Regions from separate parts of the Danio rerio genome. Here region 1 is linked to region 2. The links are chromatin contacts, called in public HiCAR-type maps. All regions are on one chromosome and are shown on one strand. The core of a region is the stretch at or near the end of the contact, and the rest is flanking DNA. Distances in the headings are between cores, read along the strand shown.

The links. HiCAR-type assays count read pairs that join an accessible place to other places.
Region 1: a contact with region 2 is called in a HiCAR-type map of caudal fin, with 6 times the contacts expected there. The contact joins two enhancer-like sites. A contact is called at or near these places in 2 of 18 Hi-C or Micro-C datasets (caudal fin and embryo) and 1 of 4 datasets of contacts at active chromatin or transcription factors (caudal fin).

What each region holds. Positions count from the first base shown.
Region 1 is chr11:3,972,596-3,977,249 of GRCz12tu, reverse strand. All of the region lies in intron 26 of pbrm1 (polybromo 1), which reads left to right. Among named protein-coding and RNA genes, the nearest start is that of gata2a, 19 kb to the right of the region's middle. Within about 2 kb of position 1,594, at least 7 of the 62 cell types and tissues checked have an H3K27ac peak or open chromatin away from gene starts, as enhancers often do.
Region 2 is chr11:3,762,850-3,767,420 of GRCz12tu, reverse strand. The region is part of intron 26 of pbrm1 (polybromo 1); the gene reads left to right. Among named protein-coding and RNA genes, the nearest start is that of itih3a.2, 24 kb to the right of the region's middle. Within about 2 kb of position 1,825, at least 7 of the 62 cell types and tissues checked have an H3K27ac peak or open chromatin away from gene starts, as enhancers often do.

The DNA of each region.
Region 1 (4,654 bases), core at 345-2,844, 210 kb before region 2:
TGTCTTTGGACTGTGGGGGAAACTGGAGCTCGAGAACGCGGGGAGAACATGCAAACTCCACACAGAAATGCCAACTGACCCAGCCAGGAGTCGAACCAGTGACCTTCTTGCTGTGAGGCAATTGTGCTACCCACAGCGCCACCGAGCTTTCTCAGCTTTTATTCACAAAAACATCCATCCATCCATCCATCCATCCATCCGTCAGTCAATCAATCAATCAATCAATCAATCAATCAATCAATCAATCAATCAATCAATCAATCAATCAATCAATCAATCAATCAATCAATCAGTCTATCTATCTATCTATCTATCTATCTATCTATCTATCTATCTATCTATCTATCTATCTATCTATCTATCTATATCTATATCTATATCTATCTATATCCGTCAATCTATCCATCCACCTAGCCATTAATCCATCTATCCATCCATCCACCAATAAATACAATTGTATAAATAAATAAAACTAAAAAAAAGTTTTGAATTTACAGTTTCTATTTTTTATTTGCATTCAATAAAATGTAACTACACTCAAAAATGATGTGTGCTGTTTGTTCAAGCTACTTATTTAAAATGAGCTGAAACAACACAATTATTGAGTTTTTTGGGGGGAAAATCTTAATTGTTTTATGTCCAATCTACCTAAATTTGTAAAAACAATTAAGTTAATCGATTTGTGTTGCGACAGCATTGAATCCACCACCCTTTTCCACCTGGTGATACTCATCCGGAGGCCTCTAGAGATTGTGCAGCGCCATTGATCTAATTCAAGTCCTGTCAAGAGATGATGCCAACCATAGATGACTTCTAGAGGTCTCCATAATCCTGGACCAGGCCGTATCCTGAGCAGATGCTGTGGCGGTTATGAAAGAGTGAAGAGCACAAGACTTTTGAACAAGAGATTCCTGAACGAGTCTCTGCATTAATCCCGTGGGCAAGCCTGAACACCCGCCAGTGACCTACTCACACCTGCAGCTTCTCCACTATGGACATCCAGCATTCTCCGGCGCCTTGACTGCAGCTCTGCACAAGAAGTTTGGCCAGAGGAAAAATGGTCGTGCATAACTGAGCCTGGTTTCTCTTAAGGTTTTTTCTTTCACTTTCGTCAATTGGTGAAGTTTGTACCCCACCATTGTCGCCACTGGCTTTCTTGGTTTTGGACTTGTGGAGCTGCGCATGGATGGATTTGCTCTTCAGTGTTTGGACATTCAGCAGTGAAAATTAAACCACTGAACTTCAACTCTGAAAACTGAACTGAAAACTCAACTAATCACTTTTAAAGTCAACTAAAACTCCCCGTTTTTAAGGTAAACTAAACACTTTTTACAGTGAGCAACAGCAGATGAATACTGTACGGCTTTTTCTTGAGGCACAGGTATGGTTAAGACAAAATTGTGTCTAAAATGGGTGTAATGCACGACTTTCGCCAAACTCCAGCCCAGCGCCTGCCAGTTTAGAGAAGTGCTCAACAATAGCGCGTGTGAGCGAAGGCCAGCGCTGGTCATTCCACACTGACAGACAGAGAGCGGATGAAAGCTGCGCAGGTGTGATCACGCGGGACGGCAGCAGCAGAGGGACACAAAGGGCCGGTCTGTGTCCCGCTCACAGCTGCAGGGGGTGGAGAGGAGTCCGGCTGACAGACAGACGGACACCACAGCGGACGCTTCAAAAGCAGGACCGGCTCCCGGGTGCCGAGAGACGCATTCTTTCTGGAGGACGGAGGGGGGAGCGGAAGAAAGACGGAGATGAGAATAACGCAGTCTGTGCATTAAGGAGAGAGTGCTGATGTTCAATCTATACCGCAGCTTCAAACACCAGTCGGCTAGTCAAACGTTAAGAGTGTCTGAATGGCAAATAAACCGTGCTTGACGTTTACATAGATCCTCATCCAACTTTAATTTTGTGACCCACTTCGATGTAAGGGCCAAGACACACCAGCCTGATCTCTCGAGGAAACGTTAACGTTTTGTCAGTTTAGTGGCTAATTCCTACGAATTCGTACGAGTTCAGTCTGTACGATTTTAAAAAGGAGGCGTGGCACCCAACCCCACCCCTAACCCCAACTGTCATTGGGTGATGAGCAAATCGTACTTAATAGTACCAATTAGATCGTACGAATTTATACGAATTAGCCACTAAATCAAAAAGTTACGAATTGCTGTGAGATTGTGTTGGACACACCAAGCCAATGCCAAGCAACTAGCACCATTCATTTAGTTCCTCGTTTATCAGGACAACAGCGGAATGAACTGCCAACTATTCCAGCATATGTTTTATGCAGTGGCTGCCCTTCCAGCCACACCTAGTACATGGAAACGCCTATACACACTCACATTCACACACTCATACACTATGGCCAATTTAGCTCATCCAATTCACCTATAGCACATGTGTTTGGACTGTGGGGGAAACCGGAACACAAGGAGGAAGCCTACGCCAACACGGGAAGAGCATGCAAACTCCAGCCAGAAACGCCAACTGACCCAGCCGGGAATTGAACTAGTAACCTTCTTGCTGTGAGGCGACTAACCACTGAGCCACGGTGCCAGCCACAACGAGCACCAACGAAACCCAAATGTACATTCTGATAGGTTACGACCAAACCGCATCATAGCTTCATTACCGTAAAGTCAAACTCGTACTTGTTTTTCCGGACATGGAAGTCAGTGGTTATCCCTGCATCCCAAATCGCCTACTACTCGAGTAGGTACTGTTGCTTTTAAACAGAGAAAACATTTTACAAGTAACTTTTATTCGAAATCTTGGACCTTATGCTTAAAACAAAAAATGAGCAGTCAAAAGGTGTGAAGGACCAAAAGTGGACCATATTGAAATTGATTTGAATACTAATTTGGTGATTGATTTTATCCATGAATTTTCAAATGTACAATTTTTACAAGAGACGCTAGAAAACCATAAAGTTCTTCATTATTATTAATATTATTTGATTTATTATTATTATCACTACTACTATTAATATGTTTTTTTTTTCAAATGGTCAAATTAAGGAAAGTCCAGTCAAACTAAGGAAAGTCCAGTTTGTTATTTGTCTATTAAATGACAATAGACAACAGTTTTTATGATAACTTGATATTTGCCTTCAGTGATTTCTAGAAGATTAATAACAAAAAATAAAGCAACTGGAATAACTATAGCAGTCGTGATCGTCTGACTTTTTTTTTTTACTGCATTTGTAATTTACAAATATCGCAAAAACAGGCAACAAACAAAATTCCAAAGATAATTAAATTTTTAAAAAAAGACAAAAACAAAAGGAAGACATTCACAAGACGCCAAAAACAGATTCATAATAGCTTACAATAGACAGAGCCTTTACATTTTTTACAGCTTTGAAAGACTTCATTAACAAAATAATTTCTTTGACAAATAACTTGTAGAAAGGAGGAGATTTTGAAAGTCGACATTTGTGGATGAAGAATTTACCATTTAAAATAATAAAATTAATAAAGTTGTTGTTGTTTATCACCATTTTCAAAAAAACGTATAATTTCTTTTGCATTCAATGTTATTACCACATTATTTTTAGCAGAATAATCAGAAAAACAGTCTTGCCAAAATAATTGCACAGGGATTGTGATGACATATGATGACGTGTGCAGGTGCTGTAGTGCTGTCCCAATTCTTAGGGGTAGATTTTGAAGCCCTTTCCCTTAACCCTCGGTTTTAAGGGCCAAGGGGAAGGGATAGGGTTACAAAAATAGAATTGGGATTAGGCGAGAGTCTTCTTAGGAGATGCAATCCCTTCATGGGCAGATTTAACATGCTTTTATTTACATAAAAATATTGATCAGCAAAAACATTTTTATAATCTTCACATTTAGTTAAAGAGGCTCAAAAATTCATGCTTATGACAAAACAACCAATGAGATTCATTGTTGATTCGCAAAGCAAATTTCAGCTTCAGCGAGAACCAATGAGGTTCATTCTTGAGTCATGCAGCACATATGAGTTTCACAAGAACCAATGAGATTTATCCTTTTCAAAGCATATCAGAGCTTTTGCAAGAACCAATGACATTATTGCAATTGAGCTTCTATTGTTTTATTCTTAACCTTTTTCATTGTGATCAGACCTCTTGCGAAGGCATAAAAAATGTATTTTAATCAAATTTTCTAAATAAAAGTTTAATTAAAGCAGCAATGTGTATTTCGAAATAATTAATTGACCTATTTAATTGAAATATTTAATTGCTTTCCTTTTTGCTATATAAAGTATTTACTGTCTGTGTGACATGGAAATGTTTTTAAACCCATGTTAAAGGCAGTGTTTAGCTTGATAATAGACCTGTGCTGATCCGGGCCTCGCCGCCTCATGTGTGTTTTGCTCCAGAGCTCCAGCTAAGACCCCCTGATCTCTGCCACATGGCATCCCATCAAAGCACCTCCACTGCGGGCTCTGAGAGGACTCAGCAGCCTGATTCATCTCTGGAGGAAGCACGCCTGTGTCTGATCCCCGTCTAATGTTTTTACATGAGTGTGTGTGTTATTCTTTGCCTCAGCACGACTCCAAATGTAGTTTCAACCCAGCTCCCTGTCAAAATACTCATACAATAGTCCAGCCACTTCATACATGCACACAGATATGTTGATATTTTTTTATTCTTGTTGAAAGCCTGCACGATCATAAC
Region 2 (4,571 bases), core at 576-3,075:
GTTTAGATGTGTCCACCTGTCGGGTTTGAGAGATGTCTGCATCATCATATGAGGCATAATAACAGGACATGTGTTTGGATATAACTTTCGACCACACTTGGTTATTATCGTTCATTTAGTCCTTCGCTGGAACTGAATTTAGAAATAGTTTTGAAACAAACCTTTGCGCTTAACAAATGAAATTAAGTATGAAGGCTAATGGATGTCTTCAGTGGAGCGAGTACAGCACAGTTTCCTTACTTACACGAAAGTAAAGGAGTAAAGAGTAAAAGTAAAGAGAAAGTAAAGAGGCTGAATGGAGGAGGCTCGTTCTTTATCCTTGCGCTGCAGGTGTTGTTTAACTGTTTTCTCGCTAGTGAAGCGTTCAGTTTTTCCACTTACAAAGTCCCACATGAAAATAGCAAATGCGCCATGGTTCGATGAAACTGACTCTTAAAGGGAATGGGAGATGAGACTCTGACTGGTTTAATGCACGATATGCTCAAAACACCCATAACTCATAAGCACAACCATATTAGACCATGCGCCATGGCGAAAACCGCATTTTTCCATCCTTAAAATAGCAAAAGAGCATTCGAACACACACTTAGTGCTTTTGTGCCATGCACCTAGATCAGGGGTGCTCAATCCTGTTCCTGGAGATCTACCTTCCTACAGAGTTCAGCTCCAACCTTGATCAAACACACCTGAAACAATTAATTAGGACCTGAGCAGCACTTGATAATTACAAACAGGTGTGTTTAATAAGGGTTGCAACTGAAATCTGCAGGAAGGTAGCTCTCCAGGAACAGGATTGAGCACCCCTGACCTAGATCATTAAAAGAGAGCCCACAGATTTCTTTACAATTTTAAAAGGCATATTTGGAGATCTTTCTTTTCTTTGTATTTAAAGTAAAGCCACTGCACTGTTCAGGTCTATAGCATGCTTGGATGTTGTTTTATAAGCGATTCGTTTTTCAGATGTTTACTGAACCATGGCCTGACCAGAAGCTTTTAATGTGGAGGCTCCTTTTCTGCTAAATATATTGTTGCCCTAAAAAAACAAATAAAAAAAAGTCATTTAGGTTGTCAAAGCTGTTCAAATGTGATTCTTCATACACATCAGCTGCTGACCGAAAGCTCTTAGCATCCACCTTGTGCAGACACACATTCTAAGAAAAAGGTCTATGATAACCTTGGTCACTTACAGAAAAACTCAGTCATTTATTTGATCCACTCCGGATCAGCCTCCTCTATATCTGTGCTCGGCTTCTCCAGTTAAACTTCACTGCTGGAGACCAAATGTTATGAAATGCATATTATCAGCTCCTTTAACACACAGGTAGTGTTTTAAAGATATACACACATTGCACACACATATATTCCATCCTGAGTCTTCGTGAGATGTTTTTCAATCAATTTTACTATTAAACTGTTGTTTTTCTGTTGTGATGTCTGTTAGTTTACATTGTACCCTCATGTGTTCATCCACAAACAAGGTCGACCGCATCTCTCCATGATGTACATTCTCGATCTCTATAGCTATCGATGATTGGCTCCTGTCCTAGTAGGCAGGGCTTCATTCACTATATTGACCGTTACACTTTTCCCCATTCTAAACTGTACATGTGACGTGTCTTGTCTAATCTACTGACCTTATTCTACAATCTTTGGCCTAGTTCAGGTCTGGTTCTCGATCCCTACACACACACACCCCTCCTGCGCTCTACCTTTTCGCAGTTAGAATATTTGGCATTGCTGCTGCCGCTGGTGCGTGATGCAGGACTGAGCTCTCATTGTGTGCACGCGTGTGGGAGCGCTGGTATGCGGGCCCTTGGCGTGTGGTGCGACGGGGCATGCGTGTGGCCGCTGACGCCAGTCTGCCCGCCTGTGCCCGCCTGTCTGTCTCAGCGCGCCGCTGTTTGGACACACCTGACCGAGGCTGGAATCACCCACATGGCCGCCCCGAGTTTTTGTTTTTTATCTCTTCCTCTTTGCGCGTACTTTGACTCTTTCGATCTCTGTCCTTGTTTCCCCCCCCCCTGCTCCTTAGTGTGCTCTTTGTATTTTACTGTCTCCCTCTTTCACTAATTTTTCTTTCATGTCTGGAGTGGTTAAAGAAAGACTTCATTTAGCTCTCGCGTCTGTTTCAGAGCCTTGTGAATCGTATCATGTGATTTCGGGCTTCATTCAATCAGATTTGCTTCAATTGCTTGTGCCAGTACCTTTTTAAAAAGAAAAACGCCCATGGATAAATTGGAGCATTTTAGAGGTTTATGTAAATGATTTATGCTTGGCATCACAAGGGAACATTTTTGAAGATGTTAAACATAACCCGGTGCAGGATTTAACATTTATAATTGACAACTCACACATGGATTATTGATCTTTCAGTCTTCCACATACTGGTGTATTTCAGGTTCACTGCAACAAAAATGCTATTATTCATTCATTCATTTTTTTGTCGGCTTAGTCCCTTTATTAATCCAGGGTCACCACAGCGGAATGAACCGCCAACTCATCCAGCACATTTTTACGCAGCATATGCCCTTACAGCCGCAACCCATCTCTGGGAAACATCCACGCACACATTCACACACACACTCATACACTACGGACAATTTTAGCTTACCCAATTCACCTGTACCGCATGTCTTTGGACTGTGGGCGAACCAGAGCACTTGAAGGAAACCAACGCAAACGCAGGGAGAACATGCAAACTCCACACAGAAACGCCAACTGACCCGAGGATCAAACCAGCGACCTTCTTGCTGTGAGGTGACAGCACTACCTCCTGGGCCACTGCGTCGCCCCAAAAATGCTATAATTACTTAGAAATGTTTGTCTTTTTTCTAGTCCAAATATTTATAGATTCTTAAACCATAATTTTTTTTCTAGACAAGCAAAGATATGGTCTTGTTTTTAGAAATAATATGCCAAAATGAAGGAAGTAGTTTTTTCCTTAAAAAAAGCCAAATGATTTGCCAATAGGGGTAAGCAAAATATTCTTGTTTTTCCTTTTGACACACTGTAAACCCTAATGTCTTAACTTAAACAATAAAGTTGACTGAAAATAACTTAAAATTTAGCATTTTGGTCCTATCAATTAAAAATATGAGTTAATTTAACTTATGTACCATGAAAATGCATAAACTTAGGATTTCAAGTGTAGTGAGCTCAAATTCATAATTAATGCTTTGAAAGAAATTGGTCATTTTCACAAATGTAGTCTTGACTAAAATTGTAATATGTGCAAGTACAAGGTCTTTATTTTAAATTAGAAAACAAATGGCTTTATGTATAATTATTCACCATAATGTGAAAAAATGGCTACTTGTTTTTTGTTTGAAATTTATTTAAACATTTTTCAAAGTCCATTTTTTACTTAAATTGTTAAGTTCACCAAACTTAGTACTAAGTAAGTTTAACAATTTAAGTATATACAAAACCAGCATGTTAAATATGCAAGTTTTGGGAGACTTCATTACTCAATTAAATTGAAGCAATGAGTTTACTCAATGAATTTAGTTCAGTCAACCTAATAGGGTTTTCAGTGCAAGATTACTTTGCTTACCCCATTGGCAGAATATTTAGCTTGTTTTATTTTTTTTTTACATCATTTAATTTTGACATATTATTTCTTAAAACAATCAAATATGTTTGCTTTTGTACACTGTAAAATCCAACAGTCATGAAATGAGAGATTTATGAAGCATAAATAGTTCTCAGGTCACAAAACTGAATGAAGTTGAGTTAATAAAGCATTTATTAACATACAAATGAACTATTAATATTTGCCTGAATAATAAGACATATGAATGGTAATTTGAATAGTTTATTAATCATTTGCTAACTCATTCTGAATGATTAGACTAGATTAGATTAAACTTTATTGCTATTACACATGTACAAGTACAAGGTAACGAAATGCAGTTTAGGTCTAACCAGCAGTGCAATAGCAGCGATACAGGTATAAGCTATAAACTATAGAAAAGCTATAGGTGATATTTACAGATGGATGTACTATGAACATTATATACAGGTTGCATTAGCTTTGAACAGAGATTTGCAATAGATGAAAGATTGTACAGGTTGCTATAATAATAATCAAAAGGGTGTAGATATATATGAACATAATTACAAATGTCCATAAACAGTGGGTGTGTACAACTCAAATTAAAGTGCAATGTAGTATGACGAATATGTGCAATTTTTAAATCTGCAAAATTAAATAATGCAGTGATTATGAGGAGTATAAGTTATGAGGAGAGCATGGGGGTGTATGAGGGGGGCAAAAGCATCAGCGAGAAAAAAAGGACGACAGTTCTGGGGAAAAAGCTGCTCCTCAGTCTGCTGGTTTTTGTCCGGGGGAGCCTGAAGTGCCTTTAAGAATGATCTTAAAATAGCACCATCTACTCTTAAATAGCTAGTTAGTAAATAATGCAATAGTTAATTAAGAAATGAAAAAAATAATCATTAACAAAGTATGAAAACACAATCATTAAGCACATTATACGTGTGCTTATAAGTCAAGAATACAGCATTTGTAGCTGTATTTATAAACTGCTTAATAACGTCTATTAATGTAGAGT